Linked DNA regions of Mus musculus: all the other regions are linked to region 3. The links are chromatin contacts, called in public Hi-C and targeted proximity ligation maps. All regions are on one chromosome and are shown on one strand. The core of a region is the stretch at or near the end of the contact, and the rest is flanking DNA. Distances in the headings are between cores, read along the strand shown.

Region 1 (2,700 bases), core at 140-2,639, 2.0 Mb before region 3:
AGCTGCTATGGAAACAGGTTAGTTGATTCTGTGGGTTTTCTTGTGGTATGCTTGACCCCTCTGACTCCTACCATCTTCCTCCCTTTCTTCTGCAGGATTGCCCAAGCTCTTCCTAATGTTTGGCTGTGGGTTTCTGCATCTGTGTTTCCATTCATTGCTGGGTAAAGCCTTTCTGCTAATGATTATGTTAGGCGTCTGTCTGCAAGTATGAATGAATATCTTTAGTAGTGTCAGGGGTTGGCTTCCTCACATGATATGGGTCTCAAGATGGACCAGTCATCCCTGGCCACCTCCACAATTTCTGCACCACTTTTCCCCAGACTATCTTGTAGGCAGGACAATTTGTAGGTAGAATGCTTTGTGGCTGGGTTAGTGTCCCAAACTGTTCATTGGAAATCTTGTCCAGTTATAGAAGATTACTGGTTCAGGCTCTGTATCCCCCATTGCTGGGGTCACCCTTATAGATTCCTGGGACTTTCCACTGCCCTAGTTCTTTAGCCATGCCCTAAGCATCCTCCTTCTTGCCCCATAACAGTTGTGTCTCCCAGTAATCTCTTCCCACTCCCTGCCTGGCTCCCTCCCTCCTCTTCCTCCTTTTTAATCACAGCTCATATTTCTGGAGTGGACACTCTCTTTATGAGTAGAAAATATTTACTCCCAATGATGCACATCTGGAAAAAAATCAATTTATTAGGTCATCGAGATGACTCAGCATCTGCTGCCAAGTCTGACTGAGTTTGATCCACTAGACTCACATGGTAGGAAAGAGCCTGAATTCCTGAAAGTTGTGACATGTGGCATACACACACATACACATATTACACACAAATAATAAATTTAATACATTTTTGAAAAATGAGTCTTTGACAAGGATTTGCAGCTTCTTTCTGATTTGTTCAAGTACTGAAGCTGGTCTGCTGTGGGGATGTTACCCCCTAGAAAGGCCCTGAGTCCTCCAGCCTTCCTCCTCCTAGCTCATTCTCTTCCTGCCTGCAGCCAGAAAGCATGTCACTAACCTGCTGCCCTGGTCTCTCTTGCTATTTGGAAGAAAATCCCTGGACCTGCCTGAAACCAGGAGGGAACCCAGATCTAGTCCTGGCTCCTCAGCTTCCCACTGAGTCCAGTTAGCATACCTCATTTGACTAGGCTCTAAAAGGAGATCCCTGGAGAGTAGAGGACCACACCCACTCGATTGGCGGGCTTCCTTGACTAGGCGGCCCTTAGAGACCAGGGCGGATGCACACTGCGCTTGCTCTGGTCCAGTCCCGCGCTCTGAATGCAGCCAATGGACTGAAGCACAGCTGGTTGCTGTTCAGAGAAAGGACCAATCCGCAGTCTCTCCACCCTCTGAACAAAGACGTCAAATGACAGTCTGGTTCTGTTTTTTCTAAAAGACCCGGGATTCCAGCGGCTGGAGCGAAGCTGCCATAGAGTGGAAAGATCCAGTAAGTAAAAAGCCACTTTAAGATTAATTTCTTCATGTCAGAATGTGGTGTGCAGCAAATATTCACCAATATATTTAGCAAGTCTATTTCATCTTGGAATAAAAATACACAAGTGACAAATACTGATTTCTTTCTCAGGCTTGCCTAGCAGGTGGAGTGGAAGCTATCCATATTCGAATAGGTGGTTACTACATTAACCTGATTTGTCTGCTGTTTCCATCAACATAACCCAGTATGTTCTGCTGAGGACTAGAAAATACCAGTCATCTTTAGTGTTCTTTAAGGGCACTGTGACGGTTTCCTCCCAAAAGCAGACTTAATGCTAGATGTTGGGTTCAAGTGTAGCTGGTCCTAGCTGTGAGCCAGGGAAGGTGGCAGGTCCATAAACAAACTGTGCTACTCTGAAATGAAGAGTGGGTGAAATCTCAGGCACACTGGTGGCATGGGGGAACTTCTAGCGCTGGAAAGCCCTTGGGACAGAGGCAGAAGGGCTAACCCATCTGAAGGACCCAGGGAGCCCAGGGTTGTTTTCAGCATTCTAGCCTCAGCGTGCTGGTATTGATGATGTGGTAGTGTAGGAAGAGGCAGGCTTAGATCAGCTCTGGTCTTTGCCTCTGGAAAGCCTTTCTGAGAGAAAAGTAAGTAGGCAAGAATGTGCACATGGCTAGCCAGAAAATAAGCGCCTTTAAGAGAGGGGGAAGTGAAGGTGGGGGAGGGAGACAAGGGGCTGGAGAGGAAGTTATTAGGCAATAGGGAGGGACGGATGTGGCTCAGAAGCCAGAAAGAGGCTTAAAGGGGCTTGGTGGGGCAGGGCGTTATTCAGAAATAGGGAGAGTGAGAAAGGCCAGGGGAAAGAAAAAGGGGGCAAGAGAAAGGGGAAGAAGATGGAGAAAGCAATTCCAGGAAACTGTTAGGGAGACCGAGGATGGGACTTGGTACAGGCCATATTGGTTTATTGCTCTACTAAAGAAAGATAGTACATGTAAGTACTTTGTCTTCTCAAATTATAATGTGGTATACTCGGAGGAATTTGTATTCACATCATTCTAACTGAAAAAGCAAGGAGGAGTGGAGGCAGGAGGGGATCATATGCCGGGCATGGTGGCGCACACCTTTCATCCCAGCACTGGGGAGGCAGAGGCAGGCAGATTTTTGAGTTTGAGGCCAGCCTGGTCTACAAAGTGAGTTTCAGGATCCCCAGAGCTATACAGAGAAACCCTGTCTCGAAAAACAAACAAACAAACAAACAAACAAA
Region 2 (2,700 bases), core at 14-2,513, 2.2 Mb after region 3:
TACATTGAGGGCTTGTTTGTTTAATAAAACTAAATTACTTGTTTTCATTATTTCAAAAATGAGAAGGCTCAAGATAAACGAGAACTTTTAGAAAGTTTTAAGTAAGTACATTATCAGAGAATGCACACACTATTTACACAAATAATTAACCCTAACTTTGGCCTGGAACGTTCATTTCAAAAAAGGCCTCTACTTGCTAATAGCTACTTAAAATAAACAAGAGTCTAATGCAATACAGATGGAAACACTAAAAATAAGACACTGTATTAGGTAAATCATTGCAGTGAAGGGGTAGATGCAGCCCTTCCCATCTAAGCAACAGAGAGGAGTGCTCATCACGTCTTCGTCAGGTCCGAGAAACGGAAAGCCCAAATTACATTTTGACCGTCTGTTTTCCTGCATTTTCTTTTCGTTCTTTAAAAAAACAAAAAACTCAGGTCTTACAAACACCCACATTCCCACCTGGTCAGGCTGCGACCTGAAAACCTAAGTAACTCTGAGATACTCTGAAAGGGGCTTTCCTTTCCTTTTATTCCCCCTGTCATTTGCCTGTCCCAGCTAAGCAACACCCAAGTCCAAGTTCAGTGGCCGGACCGGAACTCGCCTAGAAAGCACGGTGAAGTGGGGCAGGGAAGGGACGAAGGGTGTCTTCGCGGACGGCGCCTGGTCTTCACGTGCAAGTCGGCGTGCGACTCCCCGTGGGCTCGCCGGAGCCTTCCTGACAGCCCGGGGCCAAACTGCCAGGGATGCCTCCCTTGCCCAGCGGAGGCCAAGGGTCACCAGCACCCGGCCCCACCGGGACGCGAGGCTTCAGCCAGCGCCTCCCCCAACCTCACGGCTCGCGCCGCCCGCCCGCCCGCCCGGGAACCGCCGCCCCGCTTTACATAACTTGAAGGGCGAGGCGGGCAGCTGCAGGTGGCGGCGCCGGGCTGGCCAAGGACCGAAGCCACGAGAAACCGCGCCGCCGTCTCCCGCGACCCTGGAGCGGCGACCCCGTTACCTTTCCAAATGCCCAGGGAGAGCTGGGACTCGTCCAGGTTCACCACATAGTCTCCCAGGAACCGGTTCAACACTTCCACGACCACCGACTCGAATACCATTTTTTTTCCTCTCTGCCGCGGAGGGCACCGCGGCACTACCCGGGCTGCTCCTCCCTCGAGACGGCTCGGCTTACCGGCTCCCGGCCCGCTCCAGCTACGGTGCGGGTGCTGCCGGGTCCCCTCAACCCGACCGCGAGCCCCACAGAAGGAAGGTAGCCGCTCGCACCACGCGTGCGCAGCTCGGGCTGCGCGTGGGGGCGTGACCGACGCGGAACTGGAGGCGCGGCCGGGAGCGAGAGTGAAGGACGGCGGCTGCGCAGCCGCGGGCCCGCCCTTGCCCGCGAGCGGACCGCCGGGCCTCTCCCGCCGGCCGCGCCTCCTATCCGTCGCTTAGCAACAGAACACCAGTCGAGCGCTGGAGACCCCGCCCCGGAATGATTCTCCTTTTTACCCGCAGCGAACTTTCTCTAGGAGGCGGGGCGTGATGATAACCGACAGGAACGCCGCTTCCGAAAGAGAAAACTAAGATCGCGGGATCCAAAGAGTGGAGAGTGTACAGCTTGGTGCGAGGTTGCGGGAAGTTTCCTGAGGCAGTTTCCCAGGACGCTTTTCCCCCATTATTACCAGTTGTGAGGTTCGGCCAGCCTTGGTGCTTGGGTACTTCCTGACGTTCTCCCTTCTCCTGGCAAGGATGCGAACTGGCCCTTCAGTTGCCTTCCCTTACTTCCTCAGCTACTAATCTGTGCTGAGGAGGGGCGAGGGAGAGTAAAGTTGGGAGATAAATTCCAAGTTCTTAATGTGCAACTGCTCTTGGCACCTTTTTCCGGTCAAATCATTTATGTGAAAGCCGCCAGTCATGTTAAAGAGTAGCACGTTTGAGTCAGTCCGGAGACAGCAGAGAGCCTGCCAAGAACCAAGAAAGACACCTCTGAGCCTTAGTGGCCAAGCTAAAATAAGTAGTGTCTCCGCTCCACGCTTGGACTTAGAGAAAATTGGTCCCAAAGTCCTGAGGTCACAAGACAGAGGTGCAACTTACAGAACCGACATTAATCCTCTGAGGATTTCAGAGGCAGCAGTACACTTTCAACTTTCTCTTCGCAAGGCACATCCTGATTTGGCACTGAGTGTATTTTGTGCATAGTCATCAAGTATCTCAAATTTATTTCAGAAAAAAAAAAGAGCAAAAATAGTGTAAACTTTTTTAAGCTTTTAAAGAATATATTAGCATATATTTTACAAAATAATGGGTTTCATTATAACATCTTGATAAATGTGTATATTTTGGTCGTTTATTACCCATGACTCTTTCTTGTCCTATTGACTGATTCCTTCTTCCCAAATAGGACCCCTTCTGTTTTCATGGATTTTTCTATCAAGATTCTAAACCTTCATCCATGTTGGTTTTTTTTAATGAGTTTTTATTTAGCACAATTTTAAATTTCATTTGTGTGTGTGTATAAGTGTTTTCTACATCCGTACCTGGTACCCTCAGGAATAGCTCTCTGGTTATTGGCGTTACAGGAGGTTGTGAGCCTCCATGTGGGTGGGTGCTGGCAACGGAGTTCAGGTCCTCTGAAGCAAATGCTATTAGGCAGTGTCGTCTCTTGAGCCTATTCTAAAATTTGATCCCAGAGAAGATATAAAACACTGGACTGCTTCT
Region 3 (2,700 bases), core at 55-2,554:
AATTAGCCCACATCGCAGGTGGGGGGTGGACAGCCCGCGGTCCGAGACGTGGGGGGGTTGGTCGCGCCGCTCCCGCCTCTCGCTCGCCTGCTGGGGTCCCGGTGCCTCCGGGCGGCCTCCCTCGGCTCAGCTTCTCAGCCTGGCTTCCGCCTCCCCCCGTCACCCCCCAAACCCCCGAGCCCCCGGCCCGGCTCTCCCATCCCTCCCTACCCGGAATCGAAAGTGGCCCGTCGGAGGCAGCCGCGCCATGGCGTCGAGCGGCCGTCAGCTAGCAGAGCGAGTCCGGCCTGTGGCCGCCGGCGCCCTCCACCCCGCAGACTCGCGCCGCCCGGCTCGCCCCCCTCGGGAGAGCCGCGCGGGCGGAGAGCGGCGGCGCGCTGCTTCCCGGGGCTTCAGAGACAACAATAAGAAAATGGCTACAAGTCGGTCGCCTCCCGCACCCTCGGAGCGGCCGGCCGCGGACAGGGCTGCGGGCGCGGCGCCACTCACCGGGTGGCGCGTCTGCGGGTACATCTTGCTCAGGTCGCGAATCATCCACGCCGCTTTAGTTGGCTGCGCCAGGCAGAGGCGCGCGGCTCATCCGCTTCGAGGGCCCCGCGGCGGCGTCCCGGGCCTGCGGGTCTCGCGTGACGCGGGCGGCAGGCAGGCGCGGCGGCTGGGCGCGGGCGGCCGGCTCCGCATTCCCCGCGGGCGTCACTGAGGGCGGCGGGCACCGTCCGTCCTGCGCCCGCCGAGCCCCGCGCCCGCCGAGCGCCGCCCGCCTGCTCGCGCCCCACTCCAAACTTTTTTTATTTGTCTTTTAATTGGCTGCTATTCCTCGGAATGAATGGTCGCTTCTTCCCTGAGAGCGAGCGCAAACTCCTTTGGTTCGGAAGAGGTCTCGCGGCGCTTGGGGGTTCTCTGGAGATTTTTTTTCACTTCACAGCAACGATCTTTTAAAAGGCACCTTTTAGCTTCTTTTACCACATTTCATTTCCTTTTCTTCCTTCCTGTTTTTTTAGCCCCAAATTGAAGGGGATTATAAAAATAAAAGAGCGAAACGCTTGCGGCTTTTTAAAATTCTCTTTCAAACTCTGCGAACACCACCTCAAAATAATACACGAGTGTGTAAGAGGGGGAAGAAGGCAGCCAACAGCCGAACGCCCGCTCGGAACAGCTCTAACAACGCGCTCTGTGTAGGTGACTTCTTTGACCAAATTTAGCAGCAGCTAATCATTAACATTCTGATACATATTCACGACCATCCGCGGAGGGCCCAAGGAGCATCCCGGGAGATGTAGTCCTCGCGCGGCTACTGTGGCCAAGGATGCCTCCAGATTGACTACAGTCTCCGGCTAGCCCCGCGCGCTCTCCGCGGCGCTCTCCAGGAGCCCCGCCCTCCCGCGGCGCGAGGGCGCCGCATCAACCAATCGGAGATGGCTGAACATTAATCGCGGTTCTGTGTTACTGCCCATCATTTCACCGCTGACAAATGGCAAGCCAGGAGGGCGGGGCCGGGCAGGCTAGGCCCACGTGGGGACAGGGCGTGGCGTGGAGCTCCGACCAATAACTGCAAAGAATTGGTGCTGGCGGAGGCGGGGCGCAGCGGCCCGCCCGGGGCGGAGCCTCGCCCTGGCCGCTGTTCCCTAGTGCGAGCGTTCGAACCGCGGAAACATTTGTTCAGCTGTCAATCAAAGTAACGTGGGGTGGCGAGCCGCGGCGGCTGCTGTCGCTGCTGCACTGGCTGCATCTTTAGAAGCAGGTTTCGGCGGCGATGGCGGTGAGACTGCAGGCCGGTCCGAAGACGCCCTCCGAGGCTCATCTCCCGTTCGACGCGGAGCCCAGGCCTGGCGACCGCGCGGGGGTGCGCACTAATTAGGGCCCGATGTCTCCGTAAAGAGACAAGCTCGGCCTTGTGCAACGCGCCGAAACCCCTGTTGAGACAAGAGAGGGAGGATCGCGCTGATCCCACTCCGTGCGGTTCACATCCATTTTACGCGCTGCTGGAGCCGGCATAATTTTCCGCGTGAGCGCGGACGCCGTCGGCCCGGTTTAGAGCCGCAGCCGGGAGGCGTGCACTGGGCCGGTCCCAGAGCTTCCCGGCCGGCAGACTCTTGACATTCCCTTTCTTTAGAGGCACCAGTCAACTTACTCCGGGGTTGAAAGAGGGTCCGAGTGTGGACCGTCGGGCCTTGGGCTTGTGATGGCCTACGGAAGAGGGTCAGAACCCGGGAGTGGCAGCCCGCCCGAGGCAGTTTTGAGACTTGGCGGGTGTTGGGAGCCTTAAGGCTGAGCTAAGGAACCTCTGACCCCTGGGCAATCAAAAGAATTCGGAAAAAGTCAAGCAGGATTGTAGCCAAGGCTGCTGTGTTTGGGACATTCATTTCTGAGTCCCACCTTAACTCGAAGTGCAGGCTAATACGGTGCTGTTGGTTCAACAAATGTGGGAAAAACGTTTTTCCTAATGATAGCGCTTTCCACGACAGAGGAACCGGTAGCTTAATGCCCAATTCAAGGCGTTCTGTGGGCCTCACTAGTACTGGCCACTGAGGACACCGAGGCAAAGAAAGACTGCAGTAGTCTTGCTAAAAATCCAGAACTGAGGCTCATACAATGCCTCCGTTCTGTAAATTTAATTTCCAAAATAAGAGGATGGAGGACTTGCCTCTGTCTCATACCCAATTATTAAAATGCGGCCAATCCAGAATAAAGGGGATTCAC
Region 4 (2,700 bases), core at 150-2,649, 2.1 Mb before region 3:
AGAAGAAATTGCTAGCCTGCCTGTCATCAAATAGGTGTGCATAAGCCAGTTAAAATAGAAGAGTGCACTTACTGAGTTATTGCAAGCACTCAAGGGCGTTCAAGTCTCAGCTTTTAAACTCTAGGTGCTGTCTCCTGAGGTATAAATACATAACCCTGCTTATATATGAACTAGAGCACCCTCTGCAGTGACTCGGCTGGGTTCTCCAACTTGGTATAGCTTGGACATCGTTCACAAACTCATTCCTCATTGGAGGCTGGTGTGAGTCAGTTTCCCCAAACACCTTGGCATGAATAGAACCATGCTAAGGCTTTTATGGATTTACAGAACACCACTGGAGCCTGGATCATGGCTAGGGAAGCTCAAGTCCTTCAAAAATGCTTTGTTGCTTCCTCAATGACAACCTGAGATAATTTAGTTCGTTAAGATCTTCACAGCCTATACACAGGTGGTAGTCTTCACCCACGGCTGAAACATGTTTCTGCTTTTAAAGTCTTAGCCCTGCATCTTGCTCCTAAAATGATCTGGGGTGCTATGAGGGTGCTGTGTGAAGATTTATTATCTGCTATAGAGTTCCTGGCTGCTGCTAAATGAACCAAGACACTCCAGGTGTTACAACTGTGTAATTCACCTAAGCCTCCCTTAATTCTGATACTTGATCGCTAGCACAGACTACTCCTCTCTGAATCACAAATCTAAAGGAGCTAGTATCACTGCTAGACAAAAAGAAGAGGTGGGTGTTGAGAAAAGAGTGCTCATTATGTTTTCCTGACAATAGAAGAAATGAATTTTAGTACTTTTAACCCATGTAATAAAGAGCATGTTTCCTTTTTTGCTGTCTTTGCTGACAAAAAAGTTTTTGGATGAAAAAGTTAAACGTGTGGTCAGTTGCTGCTTAGTTTAAAAATTGCACACATGGAGACGATCAGACAAATGTGTGGACACAAGCACGGATGCTCCTGGGCCGTTTGTATGCTTTGAGTAAACCAAACTTTGCAAATTTGTAGTGTGGCTTTTGTCTTCTCTTGAATATTTCTCTCTGAACGGAGAAAAACAGAACAGCGTGGAAGCCCTCACCCTCACCCAGGATGCCCAGAACAATTCAGGGTGAGGGTTCCCAGCAAACGGAATGCTTTCCTGAGCAGTTCAGCCCTAGATAAGTCTATCTCCAAAATAGGACTGTTTGAGTTTGTAACAATGAGACCTCACAAAGCATGCATCTGAGGTTATCTATTTATTTATTTATTTATTATTTTACACTTTTGTTCTCAGGGGGCAGGCCCCAACTTCAGTGTACCAATGAGACATCTAAGATTTGTCCTTGACACAGAGTAGCCTGGAGGCGGGGTATGTAAATAAGCACAAGGTTGCTACTAACTCCTGCGTTTCCAGTAAAAAGAAACTAATACTGTGATTTCACAAAAGAAGAGAAAGGCAGGTTTTGAAGTCAAAGAGAGTGAAACAAAAGCCAGACAGAGCCTTCTGACAGAGGTAAGTTGTTGAATCCACACTTTTACTGGGTGCCAAACCCCTGTGTAGAAGAAAGGCAGGGTGAGGGACATAGGGTGTGTGTGGGGGGGGGGGGATTGAAGAGTGTATCTTTGCATATCCAGAGTAGAATAATTTTTACAAGGTACTAATGGTCTCTAATATTCCAACCAGCTTTCACTTCTCTGTTTTGCAATTGGAGCAGCATAAAGAGGAACTGATGGTTTTAGGAGAACTGTAGAATTTTCTGTTTCAACAACCGCTTTCTTTTCCATCCTTCTGTTTGCCCCAGTCTTGTTGGTGAATGCTTAGGGCTGGTATATGGCCAAAACCATCTGCGCCATGAACAGCTTCATGGCCTTGGTCCTCATCTGGATGATAATAGCGTGTGCTGAAGCAGACAAGCCTCTTGGAGAAACGGGTACCACTGGATTTCAAATATGCAAGAATGCCCTGAAACTACCTGTCTTGGAGGTCCTACCAGGAGGAGGCTGGGATAATCTGAGAAATGTAGACATGGGACGGGTGATGGACTTGACATACACCAACTGTAAGACCACAGAAGATGGGCAGTACATCATCCCCGATGAAGTGTATACTATTCCTCAGAAAGAGAGCAACCTGGAGATGAACTCAGAAGTCCTGGAGTCCTGGATGAATTACCAGAGTACCACCTCACTTTCTATCAACACAGAACTCGCCCTTTTCTCCAGAGTCAACGGCAAGTTCTCTACTGAGTTCCAAAGGATGAAGACCCTTCAAGTAAAGGACCAAGCTGTGACTACCAGGGTTCAGGTAAGAAACCGGATCTACACAGTGAAAACCACCCCAACTTCAGAGCTCAGCTTGGGGTTTACGAAGGCACTTATGGACATCTGTGACCAACTAGAGAAAAACCAGACGAAGATGGCCACCTACCTGGCAGAGCTCTTGATCCTCAACTATGGCACACACGTAATCACTAGTGTGGATGCTGGGGCTGCACTGGTTCAGGAGGATCACGTAAGGTCCTCCTTCCTTCTGGACAACCAGAATAGCCAGAACACCGTGACCGCTTCTGCAGGGATTGCCTTCTTAAACATTGTGAACTTCAAAGTTGAAACAGACTACATTTCTCAGACCAGTTTGACGAAGGACTACCTGTCGAACAGGACCAACTCCAGGGTGCAGAGTTTTGGAGGGGTTCCCTTCTATCCAGGCATCACCTTAGAA

The links. A called contact is a pair of places that touch in the nucleus more often than the background predicts.
Region 1: a contact with region 3 is called in a Hi-C map of B cells, with 7 read pairs. A contact is called at or near these places in 1 of 484 Hi-C or Micro-C datasets (B cells), 1 of 130 datasets of targeted methods (pro-B cells) and 2 of 9 other capture datasets (adipose tissue and liver).
Region 2: a contact with region 3 is called in a Hi-C map of muscle stem cells, with 3 times the contacts expected there. A contact is called at or near these places in 2 of 39 promoter capture datasets (liver and pre-B cells), 2 of 484 Hi-C or Micro-C datasets (muscle stem cells and uterus) and 2 of 9 other capture datasets (adipose tissue and liver).
Region 4: a contact with region 3 is called in a targeted proximity ligation map of bone marrow-derived dendritic cells, with 7 times the contacts expected there. A contact is called at or near these places in 1 of 39 promoter capture datasets (pre-B cells), 1 of 484 Hi-C or Micro-C datasets (B cells) and 1 of 130 datasets of targeted methods (bone marrow-derived dendritic cells).

Annotation. Positions count from the first base shown.
Region 1 is chr19:12,572,136-12,574,835 of GRCm38.p6, forward strand. It overlaps Fam111a (family with sequence similarity 111, member A), which reads left to right and starts at 1,390. Exons shown (of 4, transcript NM_026640.2): 1 at 1,390-1,445.
Region 2 is chr19:16,779,670-16,782,369 of GRCm38.p6, forward strand. Vps13a (vacuolar protein sorting 13A) reads right to left here and starts at 1,264. Exons shown (of 72, transcript NM_173028.4): 1 at 1,001-1,264. The coding sequence starts at 1,100.
Region 3 is chr19:14,596,879-14,599,578 of GRCm38.p6, forward strand. Tle4 (transducin-like enhancer of split 4) reads right to left here and starts at 1,305. Exons shown (of 20, transcript NM_011600.3): 1 at 490-1,305. The coding sequence starts at 534.
Region 4 is chr19:12,459,371-12,462,070 of GRCm38.p6, forward strand. It overlaps Mpeg1 (macrophage expressed gene 1), which reads left to right and starts at 1,400. Exons shown (of 2, transcript NM_001374668.1): 1 at 1,400-1,491; 2 at 1,781-2,700. The coding sequence starts at 1,831.